Regions from separate parts of the Mus musculus genome. Here region 2 is linked to region 1. A link is a contact called in public Hi-C data. All regions are on one chromosome and are shown on one strand. Each heading gives the region's core, a stretch centred on a gene start, on an enhancer-like site or on the middle of the called end of the contact. The rest is flanking DNA. Distances are from core to core; before and after follow the strand shown.

Region 1 (5,161 bases), core at 1,360-3,859:
CTGTTTGTCGTTTCCAAACACATTTTTCACTTTCTATTCAAGTGGGATGAGGAAACCCTCCAAATACCCTTTCCTGTGTGACTTATCCTAACAGGGAGATGTCACACCCTCTGCTGCAGGTGTGGTTTCCCATGGTAAGTCAGCTGTGTCTACACTCTGAGGAGTAACCAACCAGTCCTTCAAGACGTAAGGCACCTAAGCACCTCATGTCCTGTGCTTTGTCATCCCCACATCTAGCTGAGGCAGAAGGATCTCGTGCTTGGGGTCAGCCTGGAATCTCCAGCAAGACTGTGTTTCAGAAATGGGTCAGTGACCACAAAGCTGCTCCCATCAGTATGAAAGTCGGTGCTATGTGCCGACTTGGGCTGAGTGTGTGTGTGTGTGTGTGTGTGTGTGTGTGTGTGCGCACGCGTATGCATGTGTGTACTGTCATGCTGAGTTTTACTAATGTCATTGACTGAGGGAGCTATACAGATTGGCTTTGAATCTGGGTTCTTCAGTTTAAACCTGTGCTCTCAATCTCATATTGGCCCTCTGTAAAAGGCTATGGGGGGGGGGGGGGCAGGGGAAGCTGTCCTGTAGTCCCTGGGATGGAAGAGAGAGCACAGGTTTCCATCCATCTCCCGACTTCTCAAGATGACAAGTTCAGCATGGATATGGACAGATGTAGCCTACCTGCTGACAGTGGTCACCCAGTCCTGGGGTCCAGTGCAGAGGTAGAAAAAGGTCAAACGTCCAGTGAATGTGTGAGTACACAGAATAGTTAACTGTGCTGGTTCTACTGGTCAGTAATGGTGTATCCAGTCAAGGCCGGGTGTGAGCCTGCTTACCGCCCCAGCTGCCACCCACTCCAGCTCATACTCATACTCGCATCACTCACAGCTTCCATCCTCCTTAGCTGAATTATACACACTTCTGCAGCAATTGCTCTCTCCAGGTCTTCCTTTTCTGCCCCAGAGCAATAATTTAATAACTACTTCCTGCATTTCACAGTTTCTAAAAATTAGCCCCATTAGAGCCAGAGACTTGATGTCTTCTTTGAGGATTAAAGGGCTCATTAGGAAGTGGGGGGTATTTTCCCACTTTCTCATTGAGTTTTCAGTTTCTACTGAGACCGTTTTATCACTCAGGCTAAAAGTAAAGACGAAGTATATTCATTTTGCTTCTTGGGTAGTCCCGGCCTGGAATCGAGACTGGTGTGAGCTCACAGCAATTCAGAGCTGAGACCGATGGCACTGGGTTCCTTGGCTGTCCTACAACCCAGTGCAATCTCTGCTTGGGGAGAAGAGATCCCAGCTGTCCCTGGAATATGATGGCAGCAGCTCTTCTAGCGCCTTCAGCTGATGGTGTTTTATAGCTAAAAGTGCTTGTGACAGAACAGGGCTTGCTAACTTTCTACCTCTTGCTGTCTTCTTTCTTTCTTTGATCTCCTTTCTTCTTCTCTGGAGGTGTGGCCTGTTCAAAATTCTCCAGCTTGTAGTGGTGTACACTCTTAATCCCAGAACTCAGGAAGCAGAGGCGGGGAGATCTCTGTGCATTCGAGGCTAACCTGGTCTACAGAGCGAGTTCCAGGATAGCCAGGGCTGTTATACAGTGAAACATTGCCTCAAAAACAAACAAACAAGGCCAGCCACCAAGAAAAAACGAGTGAAAATACTACGAACATGTTGCCTCTTTTCTCTTTGTTGTACTTCATATAGGGGAAGAAAGGGGGGGCCCCATGGGCACCCTGGTTACTACTGCATCTATAATTTTTTTTCATTTGATCATCTCAGCAACCTCGTGGTCCATACTTTAATATTCCGATATTTCCATCTGTATAGACGGATGGCATGGGGAGAACATGGTACCTCCTCAAGCTCATGGAGTTCATCTTTAGAGGTTCAGTGCTTAACACACACTTGAGAAATTGTCCCATCGGTTTAGAATGCCAACAAGGACTTTTTGACTGCTCTGCGGTCATACTGCACAGTTGCTGTCTCTGGCCGTTCTCTGTTGCTGTGTGAGTTCCTTTTCTTGTTGCTATAAGAAAATTCCTGACAAAGGCAGCTAAAGGCAGGAAGGGTTTCGTTTTGGCTTGTGGTTTGAGGATATAGTCTATTTATACCTATAATTTGTGGTGGCAGTGGTTTGAGTTAGCTGGTCATAGTGCATCTGCACTTGAGAAAGAGAGAAGAAACCGGGCCACTCACTTAGCTCCCTCCTTTTTTTGTTTAAAAACCGGAAACTATGAGGAATGATGGGCATGCTAATTGGCTCTACCGTAGAAATGCTTTTACCGTGTCCTGCCCTAACTGTCATATTGTATACCTTAAATACAATACCATGTATTTTCTAAAACAAAGTAGAATGTAAAAAAAAAAACAAAACAAAACAAAACAAAAAAAAAAAACAAAAAAACAAAGCAAGCTCAAAAGTAGCTTTAATTTATTCTTTTTCTCGTATAAAGGTTAACTTCTTACGAAGAACTGTGCGGCGAGTACCGAACAGTCTAATCGTCTACTTACATTCAACTCAGCAGAATGAAAGTGAGCTTAGCGGTGCCCAGAGGCATTCTGTCTAGACTGAAGACAGAGAATTCTGCACCAGGGAAGAAAGAAGTCATTGTCCTTATCTTTGTCCTTCTGAGGGAGCTATTTGTAGCAAAGGGAGTTTTACAGGCTGAATTACTGTCTCTCTCCTACGGCTTCCTTGGTGACCGCCAGCCATCCCCCCTCCCCCCCACAGAAGTCATTAGGCATAAACTAGATCTGCCTCTGGTTTCTTTAGGGTCTACCAGGACCCCGAATGGCTTATGGTACAACTTCATTGAGCTGCCCTACCATGGTGAGAGCATCAGCATGCTGATCGCCCTGCCAACAGAGAGCTCCACCCCACTGTCTGCCATCATCCCTCACATCACTACCAAGACCATTGATAGCTGGATGAACACCATGGTACCCAAGAGGATGCAGCTGGTCCTACCCAAGTGAGTGCCCCTTCCCTTAAAAAGAAAGGATGTTCTTCTCAGGGGATAGCTGTCATATTGTATACTAGAAACGGGGTGCTAAGATGGTCTTATGGAAAATGTGCTTTAGAGAGAACCAGGCTGTCTTTTCTGAATGCTTTCTCTGAGACCCTGCAGTGCCTGTTTGTGGTGAGACAACAAGGATACTAAAGGAGAGCGGGCAGCCCTGGCCTTAGAACCCCCATGAGGGCAAAGTCTTCATGACTCTGTGACAACTTTTGACATATCTCTTTCCATTGGAGAATTGAAAAATACATACATATCTTCATATGGAATGGATTAGAACACAGTAGTCGAAGGAGCTTGGTGAGACAACAAACTTCACTGATCCTTCAGGTACCTACTGGAAGCTGTTAAAGGCCAAGGCCCATGAGACTGTATTCATCAGTATTTAAGGCAGCTTTCCTTTTATACCCCTCAAGTAAATTATAGATGGAATTTCTGATGTTATGACTGGAGACTAGGGCAAAAGCAAACCCAATTCTGTGTACATCATCATTTCTAACAGTTCAAAGAACACCTTCTCTCTCCAGTGTGTGTGTGTGTGTGTGTGTGTGTGGAGGGGGAGAAATCTGTCTCCTTCCTGTGAATTTTTCATCATTACCAGCTTTCCCACAATCCAGAGTTTCTATCCATACCTCAGTGGAAACAGAGAATCCTAATAACTTTTAAGTCTTGAATAGTCAATGTAATAATCTACAAATGTAGATTTGTAGCAATCTACAAATATCAGAAGTCCTCCTCCTGAGGGGGTGAAGAAGTGACTCCATGGTTAAGAGTCCTCACTGATCTCGCAAGGGACCTGGATTCTGCCTTAACTCCTACGTGGTGTCACACAACCATCTATAACTCTAGTTCCAGGGGATCTGATGCCCTTTCCTGGCTTCCTTGGGGCCAGATGTATAGGCACATACATGCATATAGGAAAAATACTTATACATTTAAAAGATAAAAGTAAAGACATCTTAAATGTTAAATGTACTCTTCTAGAAAGCCACTCAATAATGTTTAGCTAAATATCTGATATGGTCTTCTTGTCACACCTGGATGGCCATGCTCATTGTGAGTAAGAAGAGGGTGAGTTGTCTACTTACCTGGCATTTAACTGTTAGGTTTAGAAGTCAGGCTGCAGTTCAGAGTGACGACAAGGTCTTACTTAAAGAGCCTGTTTCAAACTATGCCCTGATTTTGTCATGTTCGAATCATTTATAGCATGTTTTAATCCTCCCCTATATTTTCTCTTTCCTGTAGGTTCACAGCTGTGGCACAAACAGATCTGAAGGAGCCACTGAAAGCCCTTGGCATTACTGAGATGTTTGAGCCATCAAAGGCAAATTTTACAAAAATAACAAGTATGTCAAGTTTAAAATGTAAATTTTGAGAAAATGTTACAGGTCCTTCTTTGCTCAAAAAAAGAAATAGGAAAATCGGGAGTATGTTGCCCTAAACCTGTGCTAATTTTAGTTTGATGCATTGCCAAAGGATGCCGTTGAGTGCCTACGGCTCAGTTAGCATTCGTCCTTTCCTCCTGCATCTCATCTGAGGCCTGAAGGACCACCAGGATAAGGACTTCTTTCTGCATTGCCTGTTTACCCAAACACTTGGCTTTTTTTCCTTCCCTGATGCTGGGACTTGAACCCACGTCTGTGTGCTTGCTAGACAAGTGCTCTACTGCTGAGGACCTGTGTAACCCTTGAGTTTGCCTCTTAATTAGGACTGAGTTGTTTTTTGTTTTTTGTTTTTTTAATATAAATTTTCCCCTTGGGTTTGGGAAAAAAAAAAAAAAAACTTTAAGATTTTCGAATTCTCAAACATTTAGCTTACTTCCACAGAGCAACTACTGTAGGCTTGCCTTGTATCCAGAAATGTATTTTGCCATTTGTCTGAAGTAACGAATTCAATACCTCTCATTGAGACTGTCCTTCACCCAAGCAGCTATTCATAACACATACCTAGCATCCTCTTTGTGTATTTGCCATTAGGCCTAGAATTGTTTGAATGGGTCAGGTCTCTGACGTCTACATTTAGAACACAATTTCCAATGACGAGCTATAGCTTGGACATGCAAAGTACTCTGGTGTGTATTTTAACCCTTGACTGGTAGAGAGGTAGTTTTATTACCAACCCCAGTTGCGTGCTCAAGAGTATCTGAAT
Region 2 (5,161 bases), core at 1,422-3,921, 600 kb before region 1:
GATGGGTATTTGTCGCAATCACATTGAGTATACATATAACTCAGTGCATTGTATGTCAGCCTTTAATTTATGTTCCTAATTTCATTTCTAAGATTACTTTCTCATAATGGTGCTCACGTGAATTTTTCCCTTTGAAATTATAGCAGTTTTCTTAGACTTGCCATCATGACAAACTTAACCTTATAATTCTTTACTGTGGTAGCTGCCCTATGCATTATAGAATACCCTGAAACATCCCTGGTCTCTATACTTGCATACCAATAGCAAACTCCTCCCCCAGGCTGAAAAACCACAAATGTCTTCCAGCATTACTAAGTGTCCCTAGCAGTACAAAATGGTACCTTGCTAGGAAGTGGTTTTCTTCTCGTCCCTAAAAGAGACCGTCTGTACTTCCCCCTCAAAGGTCCTGTGAATATCATGAAAGAGGAGGGCAAAAAAATAGGTATAAGCTGGGGGAAAGAGAAGTGTTGTTGAAGGATATGGTCCTTTCACTTATGAAATCTCTCAGCACCCATAATTGGAACAAGATTGTACCAATCAACATTATATTGTGGAGGCAAAGGGCTCAGAAGGCCCCAGTTATCCCTGTGGCTTTCTAAGCCATGAATGGTTGCTGACGGGGGAGGAGACATTTTTTTTCAGTAGTGCCTTGCCTGTGCTCCTGTAAATAACCTCTCACCCATGATCCTATAAGCAAATCTGATTAAAGTCCTGGGGTCACGTACAGGACATGGAAGTAGATGAGGGACTAGATGAGAAAGGAAGAAAATCCATGAGAGTGAAAGGTGAACCAGGGAGGTTAATGAGGGTGAATATGATCAGAGCACACTCAGTGCATGGAAGAAGATATCATAATATAAAACCAGTTAGTTATCTGCACAGCTAATATATAATAATAAAGAGTTTCAAAGCAAAAAAAGAATCATTCACCAACTGGCACTGTCCTATAAGTCTTAAATTATATCTGAGGTTTGACTCTTATTTTCAATTTTAGCAATAAACATCAATGATTTTTTCCTCTTTATTGTTCTTTGCTTTTTTTTTTCCTGCCAATAGAGGGATGATCATTTTTCAAAAATCATGAAGCTTTAATTGGGCCTTGCTGAGTTCGGAAAACTATAAGTCAATAGCTGCATGATAATGGGAGCAATCCATTAATGAACTACAGCATTGTCTGCACACCTGTTCTCCCATTCAGCTTATCTATGGGCTTCCATTATCTGACTCTAGTGAAGTCTTCCTGCTTTCAGAATGTGAACAGGCTCACAAGAGCCTCAAGACAAAAGCAAGCAGTTGCCTAACTGCGAATGATGCATAGCTCTGCATAACAGGTGTAATTCAGGGCCCAGGAAGCCGTGGGACTTAACAATACTGCCTCTGTGTAACCTGATTGCTGAAGTAAAAACAACCTGTGTATTCAAAATGCAGACATGTGTGGCATTGGGACCAGCCTCAGATGAAGTTATCAGGTCTACCTAGGTCATGTTGGGCCAAAGGCCACCACCTTCTTAACACCCTCCTACTTTGGAGCAGCTTATGAGTACAACTTCCCTGGTCCTGCCTACTCCAGGGCTTCCAGTGCTTAACCCAGCCTCTGGTGTATATTGGCCTTTTGTGAACCCCATTTCTGAGTGATCTCACCAACTAATCTGCTGCCCTCAACATCAGCATTTCTCAGCAGGGGGCCCTGGATGGCTTCACCTTCCTAAAGCACATCTCCTGGAGAAGCAAGATTTTTTTTTTTTTAACTCTGTGGCTTAAATGCCAAAATGTATACCACCTGAAATTTTATCTAAAAATTCCAGTTCCTCAGCTTCCCTTGAAGAATTTGTCTGTGACAGCGCCGATATTGAAGCAGTCTGCTGTGGCTAAGACGCGGCTGCCGGTCTAGACAGATCAGACTGTGTACTCTGACTTACCTGCTCCTTGCTCCCTGCATTGATTTCTCTGACCTGGTTCACTTCCATGGGCCTGTAAGGTTGGGATTTTATCATTTAGTCCTAAAATATTAACGTGGTAAAGTGGCAACAGTTTCCAAAAGACAAAATCAGCACAGATCAGGTATGATTAAGTTTAAAACAACTAATTTTATTGATTTTATAGCACTTTGCAGGCATCGTTTTGCTTCATAAGAGTTGTGCATCCGTACAGTGCCTCTAATCAACAGCTATCCTAAGGTGGTGTGGGCGAATACTAGTCGCAATTTGCAGTACTTAAATGACTTACATTGTTGAATTCTCACAATGACCATCTGAAGGACATCATGTTATTATACTTTTAGTGGTAATAAGCAATTTGGAGGCAGAGACAGGTTTAAAAACTTATTACAGTACACCACAGCTAACTGTTGCAGATGAGAAAGAATCCAAGGGATCCTGAGTCCAGACTCCAAGATAAGCTGGACCCATTGCTGCCTCTCCAATTTGATTGTCCTCATAACAATTCTAATAAGTGGTCACGATTCTTATCTACATTCTACCATATTCTGCCTCTGTTTCTCTTTTCCTACTGCTTTCTGCCACTGTTTTTTCTCTTGTGCCCTAATTCTTACAGGTTTCTTTCTTGAGTTATTTCTCAAAGAGCCCCATTCATTGTCTCATTGCCTCACATCAACTATCTCCTCAAACTGCCTTCTCTCCTTACCTCCTCCTTCCCTTCTGGACCCCACTACTGCTACGTAATGCCCTGCTTCCTCTTTCTCTACTCAGCTGTGTCTGAAATGCAGAAGTATTTCTATTTGCCTGCAGATGTCTTATTAGTCTTCCTCTGTTTGAGGTTGCTTCCTCAGGACCTAGAACTCTACCTGGCACACAGCTTTTGCTAGATGCAAGAATGCAATTGTAAGCCATCATCACACTTACTACTCTAAGAAAATAAGGAGACAGTAGGAAGACAAAAATTAGAAGGAGAGTGGGGCATAGTCCTATTCCTTAAGCACCTAGAGAGGATGAACACAGTGCCTTGGATGTAATAAGCCCAAGGAAATAGTAGCTGTGGGTGTTAACACTATAGGCCCACTAGTTTACAGGAAAAATTGCACTTAATGTCATTCACCCTATAAAGAGAACAGTAACGTCCCCACTGCATAGAAAAGACAGCTAAGGCCTAAAGCAACCAAGTATCATGAGCCAGTCAAATGGCCAACAAAAATAGCATGGCAGAACTGAGTCCAAGGCCAGGGACATCTCCCCTCCCACTCTCTTGTAGCTTTGACTACTGTCTCTGAAATTCACTCTGAGACCTTTTATCTTTGCGGTCTCCTTTGAAAAGTTAGTACTAAAGAGATCTTGCTCCCAAGACTATGGTAAAAATAAGCAGATAGTGCTTTCAAAAGTTGCTGTATCTTGGAGGATGAGTGGCCTGTGACAATGAAGTGCCTCAAGGTTATCTGAAATGCCAGGACAAATTGTGCCTGTGTTGATAAAGTAACCTCAACAAAGGAAGGCCTATTGATTTGTGTGTCTGTTCCTGTTCCCGTCCATCTAATATAACAGAGCATTGCTGCCTGTCATAAGTAATGTACTAGTATCTTATTGTATCTCCGCATTATTATGACACCTTACAAAGGGACTAGGATACAGTTAGAGTGCTTTCAAATAGATCTACAAATTGGCTTTTCTCATTTAGGGACTTTTTCAAAAGTCAGCTTCTTTGTGGTCTTTTGTTGGTTGATTGGTTGGTTGGTCAATTGGTTGATTGGTTTGGTTTGGTTTAGTTTGGCTTGTTTTGGCTTGGTTTGCTTTACTTTGCTTTGCTTTGCTTTGCTTTGCTTTGCTTTGCTTTGCTTTGCTTTGCTTTGCTTTGCTTTGCTTTGCTTTGCTTTGCTTTGCTTTGCTTTTTCAAAACAGGGTTTCTCTGTATAACAGGCCTGGCTGTCCTGAAACTCACTTTGTAGACCAGGCTGAACTCAAACTCATAGAAACCTGTCTGCCTTTGCCTCCCGAGTACTCAGTTTCTTGATAAGTTACCCTACTTATTAAATAAAAAATGCAGAGCATGAATTTAAATGGTTACTCTGAGAGCACTTACATTTTTTTTAAAGATATGTTTTTTTTTTTAAGATTTATTTATTTATTATATGTAAGTACACTGTAGCTGTCTTCAGACACTCCAGAAGAGGGAGTCAGATCTTGTTACAGATGGCTGTGAGCCACCATGTGGTTGCTGGGATTTGAACTCTGGACCTTCGGAAGAACAGTCGGGTGCTCTTACCCACTGAGCCATCTCACCAGCCCGAGCACTTACATTTTTAAATAAAGACTAAGCATGCACTTAACCATAGAATCTAGCATTTTTCCTAGAGAACTAGAAATATATGGGCCCCCCCAGACCTCTTTGTGTCTCCCCATAGCAACTTAATTTGAAGTAGGCAAGAGCTGGCAGTACAGTCACTCTGTAGAGTACTACTCAGCCACAAGAAGGAATAAATTATTGATACACACAACTTGGATGGATCTCAATACCAATAATAATACCAGCCAACACCAAAGGGCATGGTTTTTTGTTTTTGTTTTTGTTTTTTGTTTGTTTGGGTTTTTTGTTTTGTTTTTCGAGACAAGGTTTCTTTGTGTAGTCCTGGCTGTCCTGGAAACTCACTCTGTAGACCAGACTGGCTTTGAACTCAGAGATCTACCTGCCTCTGCCTCCCAAGTGCTGGGATTAAAGACGTGCGCCATCACTGCCTGTTTGTTTGTTTTTTATTCTGTTGATATAACTGTCTCAAAATGACAAGTCTAGAAAATTAAAATAGACAAATGATTGCCAGAGTTTGTGAATAGTGGATAATTATCAGGTAACAAGAATAGTCTTTATGTAAATAAAGCAAGTCTATTTTGATTTTGGCAATTTTTTTCTTTTGATTTTTTGAGACAGGGTTTTTCTCTGTGTAGCCCTGGCTGTCCTGGAACTCACTCTGTAGACCAGGCTGGCCTCGAACTCAGAAATCCACCTGCCTCTGCCTCCCAAGTGCTGGGATTAAAGGCATGCGCCACCACCGCCCGGCTGATTTTGGCAATTGTAACTAGGTCTACACATGTGACATACTAGCACAGAACCACATATGACATCTTATAGACAGCAGTTTTTCCTTGTTCTTGTATCCAATGGGGGAAACTGAGTAACTTGAACACAGAAACTCTATTCAACTTCTTGTACGCCCATA

The links. A called contact is a pair of places that touch in the nucleus more often than the background predicts.
Region 2: a Hi-C map of bone marrow-derived macrophages shows a contact between it and region 1, with 12 read pairs. The contact joins two enhancer-like sites. A contact is called at or near these places in 2 of 39 promoter capture datasets (hippocampal neurons and liver) and 10 of 484 Hi-C or Micro-C datasets (bone marrow-derived macrophages, cerebellar granule neurons, cortical neurons and 6 more).

What each region holds. Positions count from the first base shown.
Region 1 is chr1:79,800,654-79,805,814 of GRCm38.p6, reverse strand. It overlaps Serpine2 (serine (or cysteine) peptidase inhibitor, clade E, member 2), which reads left to right. Exons shown (of 9, transcript NM_009255.4): 5 at 2,770-2,968; 6 at 4,259-4,359. Among named protein-coding and RNA genes, the nearest start is that of Gm39666, 15 kb to the right of the region's middle. Within about 2 kb of position 2,609, at least 19 of the 459 cell types and tissues checked have an H3K27ac peak or open chromatin away from gene starts, as enhancers often do. A contact at or near this core is called in bone marrow-derived macrophages, where this site is marked.
Region 2 is chr1:80,399,696-80,404,856 of GRCm38.p6, reverse strand. No RefSeq gene overlaps it. Among named protein-coding and RNA genes, the nearest start is that of Gm38673, 26 kb to the left of the region's middle. Within about 2 kb of position 2,671, at least 59 of the 459 cell types and tissues checked have an H3K27ac peak or open chromatin away from gene starts, as enhancers often do. A contact at or near this core is called in bone marrow-derived macrophages, where this site is marked.